Regions from separate parts of the Gossypium hirsutum genome. Here region 1 is linked to region 2. A link is a contact called in public Hi-C data. All regions are on one chromosome and are shown on one strand. The core of a region is the stretch at or near the end of the contact, and the rest is flanking DNA. Distances in the headings are between cores, read along the strand shown. Region 1 has its middle 11 kb from the start of LOC107948956. Region 2 holds the start of LOC121228177.

Region 1 (5,576 bases), core at 1,108-3,607, 56 kb before region 2:
AGTATTTTTTATCCTAAAAATATTTCTAAAAAATAATACTAAATTCATCCATCTAATCCAACTAAACTCACCCTAGCTTAGGTCTTTTAACGGTCAGAAATTTTTTTCTTTATTCCTTAGAGCAATCACGAATGTTAATGACCAAATAGGTCGCGTTGACTTACTAAATTTGAAAGTGGAGCCCCTCATTTTGACAAAAGTCTAAAGGCAAGTATTTTTAATGTAGTATATTTTGAAAAAAAAAAACATATTTATATTTAATTTAAACTAATTCAAAGTTTGTATTATTGTTTAAAAATTGTCTTTACATTAACATTTTATAGTTAAATTTAAATAAAATATTTTTATCTATAATTGATTTGAATTAAATTAAAGAAATACATAATTGACAAATTACACAATAAGTTATACTATTTTCCCCAACTCAGTAATTATATATATATTTTTTGTTAAAAGTGGTAATTAAATTATTTTTCTATTACTCAAATCGCTTTAAACCTTAACACCGTTAAAAAAATTATTGACCAATTATATTGTGCCACATTAGCACTAATGCATTATTTTTCTGATTTTATAAATTTATATTAATATTAATTAAAAATAACTATATTAATTATTAAAAAATAAAAAAAATTCCCTCCCTCTACCTTTACGCCTGCCCTTGTCTCTCTCCCCTCCCTCCCCCCCCCACCCTGACCTTCTCCCTATCTCCTCCCCCCTCTCGGCTCCCTCCTCCCCACCACATCTATCCCCTTCTCCCCTACCAACCTTCCCTCCCCTTGACTCTCTCCCTAACATTCAAATGCCATAAAATAGATGAAATTTAACCTAAAAAAAGCTATTAATTTCAATGATTTAAACAAAAACTCAAAGATGTCCAAATCTAACAAACCTAGAATTTCATACCAAATCAAACTACAAGAAATTAAATTAATTAAATTTTTAAAAAAAATTCAATTAATTATTGTTTATGTGCTTCTATATAAATAAAAGATTACATGATTTCATCAAAAAGGATCTATTTTCATAAAGTTTGGGTTTCAACCATTGTTGATAGAGGCTTGTGAGTAGAGTGAGAGGGACGACAGGGTGTGGGGGTGGGGGGGACGGGAGGAGGGGATGGTAGGGGAAGGAGAGGGAAGTATTTTTTAATAATATTAATATAAAATCAGAAAAATAACACATGGGTGTTGATGGGCACAATATAATTGGTCAATGGTTTTTTTAACAGGGTTAAGATTTGGGGTGATTTGAAAAACAGAGGAATAACTTAAGTAATACTTCTAACAAAAAAAAAATTTAGGTCAATGTGGTATAGATTAGAGTGTAATTTTTTAATTACGCCTTAAAAAAAAATACCTGTTCAAATCCGATTTAATACAAATTGAATAAATAGCTAAAACTTTAGAGAGACTTTAATACAGTTTAAAGTGTATTTACAAGTTACATTGAGTGTTACTAGTTGGACATTCATGAGCTTTGTAGATTCCTTTGTTACTGACACCGATAGGAATATGTGAAATAGATGGTATGCACAATGTATATCCATTAGTTTCTGATTCATCCTATAATGCTTGACTTAGGAATGACAATGGAGCAGAGCAAGGATGAATGTTGCCAAATTTACCACCACTCTATTTTTAGCATGTTCTGCTTTACTACCCACTCCGCTTCACTACATATGTATAATTTTGAAACAACTACCACCTCCTTGGGTGCTGAATGCATCCATCGCTCGCCCCACTTGATATGCCACATCATGGTTGGTCCAAGCTAAGAAACCTAATAAAGATAGACCCAAGCCCAAGCCCATTAATATGGACTTAAAGTTATGTAAGAGCACTTACTAAGTTGCTAACTATGATCCAAATTGAAGAAAATGAAGCTAGGAATATTTTGGGCATTGAAAGACTAATGGGTCAATTTATGAAGAGGCAAATTTGGATGGAAGTTGGAAGCACTTTAGTTGGAGAAATATTTGCTAGTCAAGAGTTAAAAGTTACAAAAAAATCCAAGATTCATACATCAACTTGAATCATTTGTTCATATTGATTCACATGCCCAAAAATTATGAATCATATGTACATGGAAAGTTTTGAGAGCTTTTTTTCCAATGCATTAAACGAAATGTCTTTTGGAGTTTTCTACAAAGAGTTATGAATATTTTAAAGAAGGCTATTCAAGAGAATGAATCTAGACGAGTTAATAAATGCCTTCTTTTAATTCAATATCTTGTGCATGTGTTAGATGAATATGTGACCCATGAAGAAGATAAAGTTGTCTAAGTTCAAGTGGGTAACTTTGAGCAAATTACTCATGATAAGGCTGAACAACTGCATTGTACTTATAAGAAATTTTGGCCCAATTACAGATGCTTAAAAGTGATGAATCCAAGCCCATTTAAGAGAAGTCCAAGTTCAATTCATTTATGGTTTGCAAGAGAATTGGATGATTCCTAAGTAACTTCTGAATTTATTTAATTAAATGCTTTCATTACATAAAATAGAATGCATGAATGAATGTACATTAAATGCGTGTATTTAGTTAATTAAGTAATTATGTATATATTTAGGATTAGATGTATGTGTTTGGTCATTAGTGTAAGTATTTATGCATGTAAAAGCATGAATTTTGTAATTATGCATGTATGTAGGATTGAATGCATGTACTTAGTCATTACTGTAATTATTAATCCATGTACTTAGCCTTTAAGTTACCTATGCTTGGGGGGATGTCAAAGTTCTTATAAATACCCTTTCATAGTAATGAAATGATAGATGTTGAATGTTCTTAATTTTAGAATTAGCTTATTGCTATTCGTATTAAGCAAGCTTCCTTTTTTAAGTGGCGAGTAACCTGATTCTTATCGCTCTACCTTCTTTCTTTCTAAAAGTGTGGCGAATCAACCTAGTTGTTCTTTGTTTGTGGCAGATTTTTCTTATCAACCAAGGCTGTTAGGTTTTCTTCGTCTTTATTTTTTCAATTTTTTCCTTTGTTTTAAGTTGTAATTGTCTTTAAACATTTCTTTTGATATTTTCTTGATCCCAGGGCACATAATATCCTACTCCACTTCACGTCAATTTAATTTTTATTAATTATTTTTAATATTGTTAATATTTTTAAATTCCAACTAATATTTAATCATAAAGCATCTGCTTTTTTTCTATACACCATTAATACAAATTTACCCTTGTAATAATTATATATATACAAGAGTAAAATGATAATTTCTTATGGTGGAATCTGGCGGAGTGATGTAAATATTTACCATAATCGCTTCATACTTATTGTCCAAAAAATTTCACTTGCCTTATCATGTCTCACATCCACTTTTTTTTTTTTTTTAAATTCACTCTAATTGAAGTGGAATGGTTTGGAATCTATAGAGTGATTTAGGTTTTTTCATCCTAGGTCATTTTCATAGTGTTGGTAACATCAAACACAATTTTGGCTTGATAATTCATTCCCTCACTTCATTCTTCAATTAGGTGGAAGATACCCAACTACCACAAGATCCTTCAGTTTCACATGAAAACATGACTCGATTACAATGTTACTAATATGAAAAAATATGTTAGATTTATTCCTGTTTTTGATAAATTGTGATAAATTTTCCCTATTTGCATACATCGTAATGTTGTGATTAAATTTGAATTGCGGAATCACAATTTGATTCTAGATTTGCATTTTAACCTCTATTTCCTTAAATCCTAAACTAGAAAGCCTAAAATGAACTTTATTTAAATTGAAAATATCCTAACTCAATAATTTTGAAATTTGATCCGTAAACGTAAATACAATTTAAAAAATATCATTACATATAAAAAAACTGAAATTATTAAGTTAGGATATTTTTACGTACAATAATATTTTTAGGTGGGCCATCTGGCTGAACTATTGCTCATATACTTCAATGGCTCGAAAATTATTGTTATGGATAATTCCCTATCTATGCTCTCCTTAGCTCGTTGGTCTTGAAGCTCAACCCACAGTGCATGCCCTGTTGTCCAATGCATTTTTTGCCTTCTTAGATCTATCATACGGAGCCTTTTGTATGGTTGTTGAGAACTACAAAAATAAAATCCTACTTAAAAAATATAAATTTAATAGATAGTAATAAGTAGGGTTGTATCTAAAAATATCGGTAATAACTTTATTTTTTAAAATAAAAACAAGCTACGCAAACATGATGAGGGGATTTTATAGGATCCAAACAAAAATCAAATTTTTTTGGGTAAAAAATAAAACCAAAGTTATTACATCAAATTACTAAGTAAATAAACCATTTAAAATTGAGGGAAAATCAATAAGAAGTAGATTTAGCCAAAGGTAAAATCTTCGTTTGGTTTACAAAATTGTTCATCAATGAAAGATATTTTGGTGTTATTTAATAAATTAATTATAATTGTTGACATCGTGCCTAGCAACCAATCTTTCTTTATATTGTTCATAACCAAGAAGAAGCTTGTTGAAAAATTTCCCTTTGTCGATAATAACCTTATAGCATTAAGAACGAGAGAGACCTAATTCTAATCAATAAACACATAAAAATGGGGTGTATTTAGATTAGATCACATGTCCACACAACTAAGCATTAGAATCAATTAAACAATTATGAGTTTAACTATTCTAACTGACAAGGCAAATATTATAAGTTATCAAATATGGGCCTTATATTCAATAAACCTGAATATTTGTAATTAAAAAAAATAAAGAAAATATGAAGACCAATTAGATCTCACAAACTTTTTGAATCAAACTTCTAAGTTCCTTTGACTAGAAAAGAGATTTTAGCAATCCATGAACAGGAAGAAAGCAAAAATAATGAAAATTGAAATAAGCTGGAAATTTAAAAAAAGTAAAAGTTGTTTCAAATCCTCTAAATGATCTTATTTGAAAATTTTATTTGACCTAATTAGGTTTACACGCTTGCTTGAGCTAAAAGTCTTGAAAATGGATGAAAACACCTTTGCTTTTCGAAGTTAGAATGCCAATTTTGCCTTCACAAACGTGCGTCGGTGTTGGGACTCATGAGCTCTCGCATTGTGGAACCAAATGCTTTAAAATTTTCGAGTCAAGGCTTGGGTTTGCTATAGTGTTAGATTTCTAGGCCGCGGCTTACACATCCTTCCTCTCCTATTCTGTGTTTTGCTTGAATTTGACTCAATATTTTGCTTCTAATGGTTCTCGAACTCACTTCCCAAGATTGTATGCACCTAATTATAGTCTCAAAACACTTAATTAATTAATAAATACATATAAAATTAAAGCATAAATAACTTAAAATACTAATGTATGAAAATGTGACACTAAACATGCAAATTAAGTTAAGAAATGATATTTTACTTGAGAATCAATGAAAACTAAAGTAATAAGGACCTAAAATATATAAATTATGAGTACTTCTCACCTCTTGATGTTTTGGGGCTCTATTGAAATTTCTTGGACGAATCCAAACTAGAATTTCATCTGTTCAAGCTATTGCCACTCCACAATGTGGAAGTAGATGATGGGTACTCACCCTCTGAATAATATATGTTGCTTGAAAGTAGTCTCCGATATGATGACAAACACCA
Region 2 (5,867 bases), core at 2,539-5,038:
GGTGAGGAAGTCACTGATATGATGGTTGAATCTGGACCGAGTCCAAAGAGATCTTGAAAGGACAAATTTCTGGGGATTAAATTTAGAGCATCTGATAAGGTAAAGTTGGGTTCTTCTAGTGCCGATGCTGATGAAGATCTCGAGTTTTTGGAGGGCGAAATTCACAGATCTATCGTTAATGGTATTCCTGCCATTGATTTCTCGGAGAGGATTTGATGGTCGCTAAACTAACTAAAAATTCAACTAAGGCAAGCGCACTTATTGAACAGTAGTATAGTTGTGGTGAGACTGGAAATATCGTATCCACAAGGACTAAAAGTACTAGTAATTACTATCTTTTTATTATCTAGCTTAAGAATTAAAGAGATATTTTTAAACTAAGACTAATTATCTAATTAACTAAGAATACGACAGAGATAAAAGTTGGAAAATACTATTGGAAAACCGATGGAGAAGACAATATTAATCCGTAGAAATCCCTAATTTATGTTAATATCTCTCTCGAGACTAAGAACAACTGACTCTAGGTTGATTAATTGAAATATCTTTCTAATTAAAACTGCTATTGTCACATTAACTCGATCTATGGATTCCCTTATTAGATTTGACTCCAATCCAACAGATTTACGTCGTTCTATGTCTAGGATTGCATTCAACTCCGCTTAATTATGCTAGATCTACTATTAAACAGGGACTTTTGCTCCACTGAATAAGCACATCAAAACCTGAATTAATATCCTGAAATATTAAAGCAAGAATTAAGAACACATAATTAAGAATAAGAACAAGTATTTATCATATAATTCAAATAGTGATAAGATCTGTCTTAGGTTTCATCTCCCATAGGTATTTAGGGAGTTTATTTCATAACGATGGGGGAAAACATCTCAAAATTGAGAAAACAAAGAAACATAAAGAAACCTAAAGAACTTTTAAAGAAATTGAATGGAGATCTTCAGTCTTGTAGTAGATCCTGCTTCTGAGCTGATTCCGATAGCTGTCTTCGAATATTCCTTCTACTCTGTATATCCTCTTTTGATCCTCTTCTAGGGTGTTTATATAAACTTTGGAATGCCTAAAATAGCCCAAAATTATCCTTTTCCGAATAGAATTAGACTTGGGCTCGACAGGGACAAGGCCGTGTGCCACGCCTGTGTGAAGGTGCTCAGGCCGTGTGCAATTTTGATGTGGTTTAATGTCGACACGACCATGACATACGGGTGTGTGGCCTGCCCGTGTGTCACACACGGGTGTGTGAATTACCCATGTGGAAGTGCCTAGGCCATGTGGAACACTGAAATCAGCCTATTTTGTCCGTTTTTGGCTCGTTTCTTGCTCTTTTCACTTTCCTATGCTCTCCTGAGTATGAAACATGAAATTAAAGGATTAGGAGCATTGGATTCAATAAAACTAATGATAAGTCATCTATAAATATGCCAAGCATGGGATGAAAATATGTATATATTATGGTTTATCAAATATCCCCACACTTAAGCATTTTCTTGTCATCAAGCAAAATCCTCAACTCGCAATTAAAATAAATTCTTCTCAACTTATAATTCTCATAAAAAATGTTTTGAAGTAATCCACAAGTAATCATACATTGAGAATTCAACTAAAAGAACATTAAAGTTTCAAACAATCCAAGTTGAGCATTTTAATCATAAGATCATAGGTATTCCCCTTTATCTAAGTAATAACCTTTAACTCCAAATCGACAAGGGTTGACATCCTCACTAAAGATTCACTCAAATCACTCAAAGTGTTTAAGGTTCAATAATTAAGCACTCAATAGTCAAACATGAAAAGTTATTATCATAGGTTTGCATGAAAATTAAATCTCCAACACTATAAATGAGATGATACACAAAGCAAAAGGTCTTTAACAGGGTTGTAATGGGGCTTAGGTTAAAGGTGTGGATAAAGGCTGAAAAAGAGGGTTAGAATCGAGATTAATTTAATAAATTACCAAACTTAGAAAAATAAAGCTAATTACTGAATTACAAACAAGTGCCAGAATTAAACTATCCAAAACTAATGAAGTGAGCTTTTTCTCAATATAATAACTTTAACTTATCTAAGCTCTTTATAACAATATGTAATTATATGAATATAAATATAAGGTTTTTTTAATTATTTTTTTTAAAAATAAGAACAAGTACAATAATGGAAAGTACATAATAAGAAATAATTCAGCAGCTGAAATAAACGAACATAGTTAGGTAACTAATCAAATCAAATCTCGATAAAAAAGGAAGTCAATAAAAAGAGAGAAATTCTTAATGAATAAAAAAAAAGGTTAAGTTGTGGGTTAACATTAAGGGGAAAATCAAGAAACAATGGTTAAGGCTAAAAGGGGTTCACTAAGGGTCAATTATGTGGGTAGACTTTTTATGGGGTAAGTAGGTTAAAACCTAAGTGCCTTTATCATCTCAGTATATCAAATCAAAGATGTGGTCTTGACATGCATAATCGAAGCAAGTTCTAGAATAAAAAATCAATGTTGACACACTCATAACCAATAAAATAAGTGAGCAAGAAAGATATATGCTCTAAAAGACTCAAAATCTCACGAAAATTATGGGTATTTGATGTCAATCCTGTAAATTCAAATATCTCAATTCAGGAAACAACCTAGCAATTTTAATTCTCAAAAGTCAACTTATCATGCTTGATTCTCTAATGTATATATTATGGTTTATCAGGATTTAACAAATCCTGTTCAAAGAAATGGAACTCATGGTAGTTTTAAAATTACTCGGAAGAAACATTGGGTATAGAGCTCTAAACAATCGAATCAGTAGCCTTTGGAATCCTTCCAAGCCTTTTCATTTTATGGACATAGAGAATGAATATTATATGGCTAAATTTCAATCCATTGATGATTATACTAAAGTTTTGTCCCAGGGTCCTTCTTTGATTTATGGTCAATATCTTACAGTTCAAACTTGCACAAAAGAATTTAGTCCCTTACAACCTTATCCAAGCATGGTTTTGGCTTGGATATGGTTACCAGGTCTTCTAGGATTTTTATACAAAAAGAAAATTCTTGAAGAAATAGGAGGGATTATTGGAAAAGTTGTTCGGTTAGATTTCAATACCGATAGTAAGATTAGAGGCCGCTTTGCTAGGATGGTTGTTTACATCAACTTCGACAAGCCTTTGATTGCTCAAGTCCTTGTGAATGGCATGAACCAGAGAGTTGAATATGAAGCGTTGCCGACTATTTGCTTCACATGCTGGAAGCACGGTCATACTAAGGAGTTATGTGCTTCGCTGCAATCGGAGCTCGCACCGGAGAAGGACCAAATGAATGTTACTCCGACGGAGGTGGGGAAAGGAGGAGAAGGCGTTGTTTACGGGCCATGGATGGTGGTCAAAAGGAAAGCATAGAGCAATTCTCGGAATAATAATCTGATTAAAATGAATATAAGGGAGAAAGGCAAATTGGGTTCCAGATTTGATCTGTTGACTAATTTGGAAGGTTTGGTGGATTTGGAAAATGAGAAATAAGGGAGAAGATAAAAAGCTGGCCAAATTTTAGGTTAACTTGAAGGCTGGAGCTATTGTGGAGAAACAGAGACTTAAATCTCGGGGTAGCCTTAATTCTAATAGGAACATGCAGCTGGGGGGAGACAAAATGGGCTTTGGGACATTGAATTTACAAAAGGCAGATTTAGAATCTAATGGTCCAATAAGTCAGTCAAACCATGTGGAAGATTATGTTTTTTCAGTAGTCGGCCCAACTTTAAACAAGTCTATAGTGGACCTTTCAAGTAGTGAAGTGCTTTAGGCCAATAACGTGGTGGCCCCAAGCCGCACAGAACCAGCCTCTCTTTCTAATAAAGCAAGGAATTCCCTGATGCGTTTGATTGATTCTGATTTTAATTTTTTGACTGGCGATAAGCTTCTTAAAATGCATGTCAATAATTCCAATTCAACGCCAGTAAATATTTCTTGTTTTAACCTAATTTTTGTTGATCAGGGGGCGAACGTTGATGATGGTTCTGCTATGACATCCAAGCCTGCTTCTTCGAAGTTGAATCTGGTCGAAGTTCAGGTAGCTGATTCTTTTGGTGGATTAAATCGCAATAAACATACTGCTGTTTCTTTCAAAGAAAAATGACCAGCTGGTGGTGTTAATTTAGAAAGGACCTCTATGCAAAATTCAGGTGTTAACAAGAATCAGATTACGGGGAAAATAATGGGGGGTAAAGATGAGGGTTTTTGGGCCACTAGGAAAATAAATAAAATTACGCATGGGAAAGGGAATAATTTTAAAATTAAAAATTCTTTTAAATTTTCTTTGATTGATTCTATGTCTAGGTTGGCTCAGTCTGTTTCCATGCTTAAAAGTGCTGACTCAGGTGCATCTGACCCAAGTGCTAGTAAAAGAATTTAATTATGACTCGTATTGTTCTGGTTTAAATGGTTTACTGAGGTTTTGTTATTTTTATTATTTTCTTGTCTATTTTTTATGGATTTAAATCTTACAATTTTTTCTTGGAACTGCCAAGGCTGTGCGAGTAGTAAATTTCTCTGAGATTTTCATGTGTATAATCTTGAGCATAAAACGGATATTGTGTCTCTTGAAGCCGAGAGTCAGTGGTAAAAAAACTAATTCTATCATTGATAAATTGGGTTTTGATCTTTCTCATCGCATTGAGTTTGTTGGTTTTTCAAGTGGCATATAGGTTGGATGGAAGGATTATATTTCCATTAGTATTATTCATAATCATCCTCAGTTCATGGTTCTACGTATTCAGGGCAATAATTTTTATAATTTTTTTTTTATCTTTGTTGTGTATGGTAATCCTGATAGAGCTAAGAGGAAATCTCTCTGGACTGATTTAATGGATGTTTTGCCTCAGGATCCTTTAGCATGATTGATTTTGGGTGATTTTAATGTCATTATCTCTTCTAAGGATAAAAAAGGTGATCGCTCCCCAGGTCAGAGATGTAACTTATTTGGTAATTTTGTGGAATTGTGTAATGTGCAGGATCTTGGATTTATAGGACCATCCTTTACCTGGCAAAGAGGTAACACGCATGAGCGATTAGATTGAGCCCTAGCTAATGATGCTTGAATTTCTACGTTTCCACATACTCTCGTTTACCATCTTCCACGTATTAAATTGGATCATAGACCCATTCTTTTAAAAACTAATCCTGAGCTCAGTGTTCTGAGAGGGAGACCGTTTCGATTCCTTGCAGGATGGATGAAGCACGCAAATAAAGAATTGGTCTCAAATAAATGGAGATTCTCAGGTAATATGGCTGATTCTTTATCTGAATTTACCTTACATGTTAAAGATTGGAACAGGTCCGTATATGGATTTATAGGAACGTGTAAAAGACAACTTTTGAGGTCACTTGTGAGCATTCAAAAGGCCATGGATCAGTCGACCTCTAGTAGGTTAGTTAACTTGGAGATGAGGTTCGTGATGAATTGAAGAGTCTGCTTAACCATGATGAGCTTTTATGGAGGCAAAAGGCTAGATATGATTAGCTGTAGTTTGGGGATCGTAATACCAAGTTCTTCCATAGTCACACTATGCAAAGTGATGGTCGTAAAACTAACTAAAAATTTGACTAAGGCAAGCGCACCTATCGAACAGTAGTATAGTTATGGTGAGATCGAAAATATCATATCCACAGGGACTAAAAATATTAGTAATTATTATCTTTTTATTACCTAGCCTAAAAATTAAGAGAATATTTTATCTAAACTAATTATCTAATTAACTAAGATTACGATAGAGATTAAAGTTGAAAAGTACTTTTTAGAAAACCGATGGAGAAGACAATACCCAAGGAAGAATCCACCTAGACTTTACTTATTACCTTTGAACTAGACGATTTATTCA

Evidence for each region. A called contact is a pair of places that touch in the nucleus more often than the background predicts.
Region 1: a contact with region 2 is called in a Hi-C map of leaf, with 2.0 times the contacts expected there. The contact joins the enhancer-like site here to the promoter of LOC121228177 in region 2. A contact is called at or near these places in 12 of 34 Hi-C or Micro-C datasets (anther, hypocotyl, leaf and 1 more).

Annotation. Positions count from the first base shown.
Region 1 is chrA04:78,756,437-78,762,012 of Gossypium_hirsutum_v2.1, reverse strand. No RefSeq gene overlaps it. Among protein-coding and RNA genes, the nearest start is that of LOC107948956, 11 kb to the left of the region's middle. Within about 2 kb of position 2,357, at least 1 of the 9 cell types and tissues checked has an H3K27ac peak or open chromatin away from gene starts, as enhancers often do. A contact at or near this core is called in leaf, where this site is marked.
Region 2 is chrA04:78,701,542-78,707,408 of Gossypium_hirsutum_v2.1, reverse strand. It overlaps LOC121228177, which reads left to right and starts at 3,788. Exons shown (of 5, transcript XM_041111430.1): 1 at 3,788-4,060; 2 at 5,001-5,040; 3 at 5,215-5,268. The coding sequence starts at 3,863.